Regions from separate parts of the Mus musculus genome. Here all the other regions are linked to region 2. The links are chromatin contacts, called in public Hi-C and HiChIP or PLAC-seq maps. All regions are on one chromosome and are shown on one strand. The core of a region is the stretch at or near the end of the contact, and the rest is flanking DNA. Distances in the headings are between cores, read along the strand shown. Region 1 overlaps Cblb (Casitas B-lineage lymphoma b). Region 2 has its middle 220 kb from the start of Gm29686. Region 3 overlaps Cblb (Casitas B-lineage lymphoma b).

What was found. Hi-C and Micro-C count contacts between places; a contact is called where the count stands out from the background. HiChIP or PLAC-seq counts read pairs in DNA pulled down with a chosen protein or histone mark.
Region 1: a BATF HiChIP or PLAC-seq map of CD8 T cells shows a contact between it and region 2, with 5 read pairs. The contact joins two enhancer-like sites.
Region 3: a Hi-C map of Th1 cells shows a contact between it and region 2, with 2.9 times the contacts expected there. The contact joins two enhancer-like sites. A contact is called at or near these places in 2 of 15 datasets of contacts at CTCF or cohesin (large pre-B cells and pro-B cells) and 4 of 484 Hi-C or Micro-C datasets (CD4 T cells, Th1 cells, granulocyte-monocyte progenitors and 1 more).

The regions. Positions count from the first base shown.
Region 1 is chr16:52,146,154-52,148,853 of GRCm38.p6, reverse strand. All of the region lies in intron 9 of Cblb (Casitas B-lineage lymphoma b), which reads right to left. Among named protein-coding and RNA genes, the nearest start is that of Gm23513, 42 kb to the right of the region's middle. Within about 2 kb of position 1,328, at least 46 of the 459 cell types and tissues checked have an H3K27ac peak or open chromatin away from gene starts, as enhancers often do. A contact at or near this core is called in CD8 T cells, where this site is marked.
Region 2 is chr16:51,766,481-51,769,180 of GRCm38.p6, reverse strand. No RefSeq gene overlaps it. Among named protein-coding and RNA genes, the nearest start is that of Gm29686, 220 kb to the left of the region's middle. Within about 2 kb of position 1,425, at least 13 of the 459 cell types and tissues checked have an H3K27ac peak or open chromatin away from gene starts, as enhancers often do. A contact at or near this core is called in CD8 T cells and Th1 cells, where this site is marked.
Region 3 is chr16:52,180,804-52,183,503 of GRCm38.p6, reverse strand. It overlaps Cblb (Casitas B-lineage lymphoma b), which reads right to left. Exons shown (of 18, transcript NM_001033238.1): 14 at 146-292. Among named protein-coding and RNA genes, the nearest start is that of Gm23513, 77 kb to the right of the region's middle. Within about 2 kb of position 1,298, at least 65 of the 459 cell types and tissues checked have an H3K27ac peak or open chromatin away from gene starts, as enhancers often do. A contact at or near this core is called in Th1 cells, where this site is marked.

The sequences.
Region 1 (2,700 bases), core at 79-2,578, 380 kb before region 2:
TGAAGCGCTGTGACTAACAGCAACTCGCTTAGATGGCTTAGGCAGCAGTGATGGCTCTGAGGTTAAGAACATTTATTGCTCTTGCAGAAAACCAGGGTTCAGTTCTTAGCACCCACATGGTGGTTCACATTACCTGTAACTCTAGTTCTATGGGACCCAATGCCATTCTCTGGTTTCCACAGATACAGCTGTGACACACAGACAACACACAGGCACAACATTCATACACATCAAATAAAAATAAGTCTTCAAAAAGAACAGCCCACAGTAGAGTGTTGGTGTCAACTAATACTGTTCCCAAATTGTCCATTTCAGTTCTCAAATACACTGTGGTGCTGTGAGAATCCGTCTACTGAGTTAGTTAGCAGACTTAGGCTAACTTAGACTTGTTCTCCGGGAGTTTATTTTTGCTGCAGTGGGTGAGGTGGTTCCACAGGTACAGGCCCTTTCCTTCAAGCCCGCAGACTGGAACAGACAGTTGGATGCAGATAAGTGGCACCTGTCTGCAATCCCACCACTCCTGTGGACAAAATGGGAGGTGGAGACAGGAGACTGGCCAGGAATCTGAGGCCTGCTAGACTGGGCACAAATAAGAGGGTCGGTGCCTCAGCAAGGTGTAGGGAGAGGCCAGCCTCTTCAAAGGCTTCTCTGATTTACACCTCACCGTCAACCCGCCCTCCTCTCAGGCCTGGGTACTCCTCACGCCTGCTCCATTGCACTAGCTCACCAAGACTCCCAACTCCTTCAGTCCCCCTCTGAGAAAGAGACGCTCCAGTCTGTTCTATCACACTAACCCAGAAAAGAGACAGTAGAAGGCAAAGAGAGAAATGTACGTTTGAAACGGTCTTAAAAGCAAATATTGTTTTAGTTTTCGTTAAAAAGTTTCTAGAAGGTTAGACATGCGAATGTTGCTTTTAAAATAAGCCAGAATCATATCTGTTTCTCACTGAGACATACGCAGTGAGCTAGATTTTTGCCTCTCCACAGTGCTCTATTTGATCGTACGGCATTAACGCCACACTCATATTTGAATGCACTCACTGTTTTCTTACAACACTTTGGACACAGAAAAGTCTTTCCTGCAAACGTGTCTGAAGAAAAGTCTAGGGGAAAAGCCACAGAAGTTAAGTTTCCATTTCATAAAACTAGGGTTGTTGGCAGAATTCAAAGTATAGCTGCGTGGCATTGACAGTGATGGCCTTTTTTATGTGAGACATTCAAAGTTTGCTGCCTGCGTCATCTGGAAGCGCAGACGTGGTTTAGCAGAACTGCTTGTTTGCCTCTGTTTTGTCAAGAGAGACGCAGCTCCTTACCTTACCCTGTGTGCAGTGCCGCTGCTGGGTTACTGCAGTGCTTTACAGACTGTGTACACAGGAAGAAGATGCTCTCGGGACTCTGCATGGAGATGTTTTCTCTGCCTCTTAGTGACAGGTGAAAGTGAGAGGGGTGCCCGCGAGCTTTACTGATCAAGAGTGAAACAGAGAAGCCGCACCCAGAGAAACTCAGCTTCAAATGCTCCACAAAGCATATTATTTAACTTACTTGGTATTCTGGGCAAACTCTTCCGTGGTTATTCAATTTATTAAATAACACAGATGTTTCAGAAAATGAAAAAAAAAATCTGACACCTCTTTGGAGGCATGACTAATAGGCCATTATGACAGCAATTAAGGAGCACCCACTGACAGACTGTAACAGCAACCACTACTGTGCCTTTGTTAGGTTTGCTGTTAATTACATCAAATTTAAGTCCCCAATGAATTGGAGTTAAACTAAAACAGGGCATCAAATGAAAGACAATTTTAGTGAAGAACAACTTGCTAAAAATGCACTTTCTTGAACACATTATAATTTGTAGTCCAGGTTCAGTGTTCCCTGTTGGATGCTGACAGATACATCCTAACTCCTTGGGAGGCATGCATTTCCCTAAAAGCATTTTCATATCAGCACACCTAACCAAAGAACTGTAAAGGTAGAGGAAACGGTTTCATGTCCCTAATTAAAGCTGCAGGAGAAGCAGATACTCGTTTCAGGTAATTACTGGTAGTAATCCCATCTATAAAACTTCTAGCAGTGAGTTTAAAGTAGAAACTACGTCTGAACTTCCTTTCTGCTCAGAGATTGCTATAGAGACACGAGCTGCTCAAGAGATCCTCCTTAAAATAAAAGTCAAAGCAACAGGCTTGACTTCTCGGGAAGCAAATGTTGACGTGCCCAGGTTTGTTCCTATCAAAGGGTGTTGTTCAACGATAGATTTGTGCTGTGCATGATTGACCTTAAAAGCTTAACTTTTTATAAGGCTGTAACAGTGGAAAATCCCGTGAAGTAAAACTAACAGCTTTAAAGAAAAAAGGAAAAAAAAAAAAAAAGACCCTGTACTGTATCATTTTGGAACACGGGCAAAGTAAAAACACAGAGACATCTGTTACAACCTGCCTTTCTTTCAGCCCAGAGCTCCGAAACTCAGAAATCTTCCAGTAAATCTGTAAGTTTAGATTCAAGGTTTGACAATATATTACAGAAGGAAAGAAATGTTCTATAGATGTGCTCTGCTCAGGCACACACCATCAGTTAAATCCAGTGAGCCTCAAACTGACACTCCCAACAGGGGCTTGTTACTGAACGTTTTTTCACTATGTTTTAATTGAATTAAATTTGTAACACTTGCTCTTAATAAAGGAAACTTTTTTAATAACATGT
Region 2 (2,700 bases), core at 176-2,675:
ATGTATGTATGTATCTGATTTAGTTGGGATTTTCAGACATTGGTCTATTGTCTGCCTCTTCTAGCCATGTAAAGGGAGTAATACAAATTCTATTAGGTTTCCATGGAAGCCCAAGGTGACAGCAACCTCATGGTTATTAGGAGGAGAAAGGACCATAAGCACATCCCTCTGGTGTTTCATACATGTGGGTTCTAATTATAGAGGCAAGCATTTTGATCAACTACTTGGTCTACCTGCCAGCACCTTCATGAGACCAAACAAGAGCACATCATCACAGGGCTGAGAAGGAATCCAGGCTTATAAGTTCTCTAATGACTTAGAGGCAGAAGCTGGCCATAACTTCCATTGATGGGGTTTATAAAAATCTCAGCAGTGACACAACCTCATGTGCTGTGATCATACCTCATTATTTAGCGTAATTTGTAGGGAAAGTATAGGGTCAAGTTTTCTAATTCAGATTTTACTGGCATCAAAAGGGAAAACCATAGAGTTTGTGTTTTGTTTGGCTAGTTGAGAGCAGTGTTGTGTAAAACTTTTTATATTGTTAGTAAGCCTTGCTGACTAGAAGGAAAAAGCTTTCATATAATCCATTTTCATATGATCCACTCTGATTTACATTCATTCATGTTTCCCAGGGAGTGGGGCAAATTCTTCTGTTCTTAGTTCAGAATAAATGATCACCGAGAAAACCCATAGAACTCAACCCTGTGCCATGCCTGAGTCCTGAGGCCCCCTGTTAGTCTAATGTCTCTCTACAGTTCTAATGATCTTTACATCTGCTGTATACACAGGTTGCATTTAGTTGTGGTAGAAGAGAAAACACATCTGTCCCTTCATAAAACCAGAAGCATCAAGAATTAAAAATGAAAACCATGAATAAAAGTAATTATTCTTTTTAGATGTATGCTCTTCCCTTTTCAATATCAAGCAAATTTTGTATCTTATTTCCTCTCAAATCAGAAATCTCCCTTACTCCTTTCCATTCCCAGAGGTCTAAATATAAATTCTCTAGCCATTTCCATCCCTCAGACTGGCATTTGCCTATGCTGCCTTTAATAAATGCTTTCATCAATTGGCAGTTGAACAGATAGTTTGTGTGCCCTGATAGGGTGACACGAAACCTCTTTTCAAACTGACAGGATATTCTAAGTCTTTACTCTTTCCACCAGCGAAAGCTACTTTGTAAATGCCAGGTTCTTTTAAAATTGTGCTCCTCATGGCTGAATGTATTATTCATCTGACTGAGGTGTCCTATACAATCCCTTCAAGAAATTTATCTCTGAGCTTCCCTTTAAGGCTGGGAGAAGATTCAGAATGACTGGACTGGAAGATGATTGTATTTTTTCCTTTCCTTCTGGTTAAACTGAAGATTTGTGGCTTCTGCTTTATATCAACATGTGGCAGGTTGCCCAGGAAGGTGACCTTTAGAGCTAGAGTCACCCGAGTGAAGAGAAATGAACTGTGTGACCCAACTGTCACAGAGTATGTACTAACACTGACAAATGGAGGCACACATTTCTTTAGGACAGTACATGATACTTTGCAATGGGGGCATCAAGCAAGGTAAATGGGGACGAGGTGATAGCAGAAGCTGGGCGATGGTTAGGTATTTTCTTCTCACTACACCCTTAAGATGGACAAATCTTAAATGAGAATATATATATATATATATATATATATATATATATATATATATATATATATATAACTAAAAGGGACTTCAAAAGTCATCCCCTGCCATCACACTGTGAGATTCTACAGATCAAAAAGTCAGGAGGTTCCAGAAACGTGTTCAAATAAACTAGAGGCCAAACCAAGACTCATTCAGACAGTGGATACCCATCTGCTCTTCTCAAACACACCATGTGGTTACCAAATAATGATCTTCAAAATTCTAATTATTCTGAGTTAGACTGAAATTGTTTTATTCGAGTTTGATTTCTGTTATGGTTACAAAATTAACCACCGTAATCAACTTAGAGAAGATAGGCCTTATACCATTCTTACAGCTTACAGAACGTGAGGACAGGAATTCAAAGCTGGGGTCTGAAGTGAGGAACTGAACCAGAGACCACAGAGCAAAGTTGCTCCCTGGCTTGTTCTGACTGATTGTTCTCACTTCTTGTCCTCAGTCAGTTTTCTTAAACAATCCAGGGCCATCTGCCTAAGGGTGACACCACCTATACCTCTCACAACAATTATTAGTAAAGAATATAACCCACAGCCATGCCCACAACCAGTTTGACAGAAGCAACTCCTCAAGTGAATTTCTGCTGAGCTAGGTGACTTTGGTTTATGTCAAGTTGGAGAACAAATAACCAGTACAGTTATCAAAGGATCCTAGACATATAATCATTTGGAGGCCATAAAAGTCAGGCCTTTGAGAACTAAACCATTAAAAACAAAGTAAAACAAAACAAAACCAACACATACCAAGAAGTGGCAGAGAGTGGGTGTGATTCCTTGAATGGGTAACACTCTTTTTCATGTGACAATCTATTCCTGAGTTGTCTACATAGCCAAGCTGAGGAATGAGCCAAACCCAAGCCCCTCTGAGGTCTACAAATGACAGAGTGAGTAAGGCCCATGTGTCCTCATTTTATAAATCAGGCCCTCTTGGGATTCCTTTCCACCCCATTTTCGAAAATGACCTCCAGCTAACTTGGTTCCCGGAAACTTAAATTGGATGTGGTGTCCATC
Region 3 (2,700 bases), core at 49-2,548, 410 kb before region 2:
AATATATAGGAACTACAGGCTAGGCAAGGAACAGGATTTTTAACCAATCACATACTATTGAACCGCATAGAAACAACCCCCACGTTTGACAGCATGACGATGCTTATGCCGATGCAGGATGATACAGAGATGCTCATCTTCTTACCGAACAGGAGCTTTGACATTATGGCAATGAGATGGTTGTGAATTCAGGGACACAGGATGGGATGAAGGAATCTTGTATTCATCGTCATCATCTTCTACCGTGTCTCTAGTTTTCTCTGAGAGACAATTTGCTAATGGACCAGTACACCTACCAAGAGGGAAAAGAAAATCCAATCTGGTTTAAGCATCATAAATACCAGAGCAGGAAGGTCTGATGTGACATAGAACAATGAAGAAACTGCTTTGTCACTGGAAGTTTTCAACTGTAAACTGTTCTTACATCCAATAGAAATGGAAGGCCTTGAAATGTTAAGATAAGATATTCATACCTGTGGTTTTTAAGGGTGAACTAAGAAAAAAATGAAAATTACGAAAATGAAAGGGTTTTATAAATAAAGCTTTAACATAAGATGTGTACAATTATTCAAGTCCAAGCTATTAAAATGTTAATTGCTCCCTCCCATGTACTGGAAATCAGCAAAAGTGATAAGGATACACTGAAATCAACTGGAAACAAGAGGTTCTTTAAAGGTTCAAACTGGTCTATGGCTAATACCCATAGTTTTAAAAAAGCCATACATGAGAGAAATTTAACTATCTTGTCAACTTATAACTGTAGTGCTAGAGTTCCTCCCACTGCAACAATTAAGAACGAAACGTGTCCACAATTAGAAGCCGATCATGACAGAAATAAATCTTTGAGATGGATTGTTTTTGTAACTCATGATACCTAAGTGTAATACCTAACTGCAACGAATAAAACACTTAGCGGGATACCGTGGTGGATTTGAGCATTTTACTTGATCATTTGGGAAAATATATAAAATAAAATTGAAAAGTACTCTACTTCCTGTGTGGGTTTTAATTTAACCTTTGCTACTGCCCAAGACAACAGTCCAAAAAAAAAAATGTTAAAATGCAACTTGGCCAACAGGTAGAAAGACAGCTAGTTTGCAAGACACTAGAAAAACTCGGATCCAAGCCACTTTAATTATTATAAACTTCACGGAAAATGTTCCCCCCCCCCCAAAAAAAAAAAAAAAACACAAAACAGTGTAATGTTCCAGCACATTCGGCAGAGGGAGCAGGAGCCCTCTGGTACGTGAGGCAGTCGATGCCTATGTGGCTTTTTGTCTTTTTTCTTTTTCCATTTTCATTTCTTCTCACCACAAAGTTTCATTTTCATTTTGTATTCTTCTCTCCGAGAGCTGAGTGTCCCTGTCTGAACTTCTTGGGACTAAAACATTTTTTCAGATTATTTTTTCCCCTCAAATTTTGGAACAGTTGCAGACTTTACCAGTCGTATCCCTCATGTAATCCTCAAAAAAGCTTTGGATTTTGGAGAACTTTCTATAATGATTTCACTTTTGGGTCAGTGTGGCTGAACACCCGTTATAATAGAAAAAAATGTCAGAGGTGTTTTGTATGTGTGTGTGTGTGTGTGTGTGTGTGTGTGTGTGTGTGTGTGTGTGTGTGCATGTATGTGTGTGCTCATATTTAAAGTTTCAACTGTATTCAGAGATCACGGAAAACCTTCCCTTGGGAGTTTTCAAAAGCTTATACTTTTAGTTTGTCTTTGAAGAAGTTTTCAGTATTGATTTTTAAAGCTCTGTTTGTTAAGAGATACTTCAGGATCCAAATGTCAGTTAATGGTAACCTGAAGCTTTGTTGTAGTAGCAGAGGGGTCTCTACACAGCCCAGAACACAGGCTATGAAATTCATAAACAAACAATAGTGTTATAGTCACTCTAGTTGAATCCTAGAAGACACACCTTGCAACTAAAGGTGACAAAAGTAAAGATGTTTCAAAATGATGACTTGATGGTGTTTTAATATGGTTAGGATAGAAATAACTGTATTTTCTTGCAAACACTAAATTCTTGGAGACAGACATCAATCTCACCAACCTCTGCAAAGACCAGGACGTCTCTATAGGCAGAGGAAGTGGGCCCTGCATGTTCCCATCCTCATCCTGCTCTGCTTCCAGTCTCAGTGAACACCATCTCTATACATACCACTTAAGTAAATACTTCAGAGACAAAAGGGACCTTTGACTTAATATTCAATAACTACATCAAGAGGTGGAAGTTCAAATCTGTCTTACAGGTTACTTCAATAATTTAATGATTTCCAAGAAGCACTTCACTCTGAAGGAAGAATACTTGTTTTTAATTTGCATAACATATAGTATGTATTGGGATGTGTGTGCTCATGCCAAGGTATGGATGGAGGTCAAGGACAACTTGTGGCAATCAGTTCTTACTCTCTCCTATCTTGCCGTTCCCAGGGATTCAACTCAGGTGATCAGACCTTGTAGCAAGAAACCATCTTGTCAGTGCAAGAAATAAACAATTAAAAAAAAAAACAAACAAACCACACCTGTTGTGGTTAGCTCTGGATGCTACCCTTCATTGACAGAAGATCTTGCCTGGCTAAATACCACTCACTCTTTTGTTAGTCAGAGAGCATCTGATGTAAATATGAAAGGCAATAATTATCTATCATTTTATCAAAAACTAAGGGTTCAGTTTTAGAAGCTACTAGTTAGACATTTTA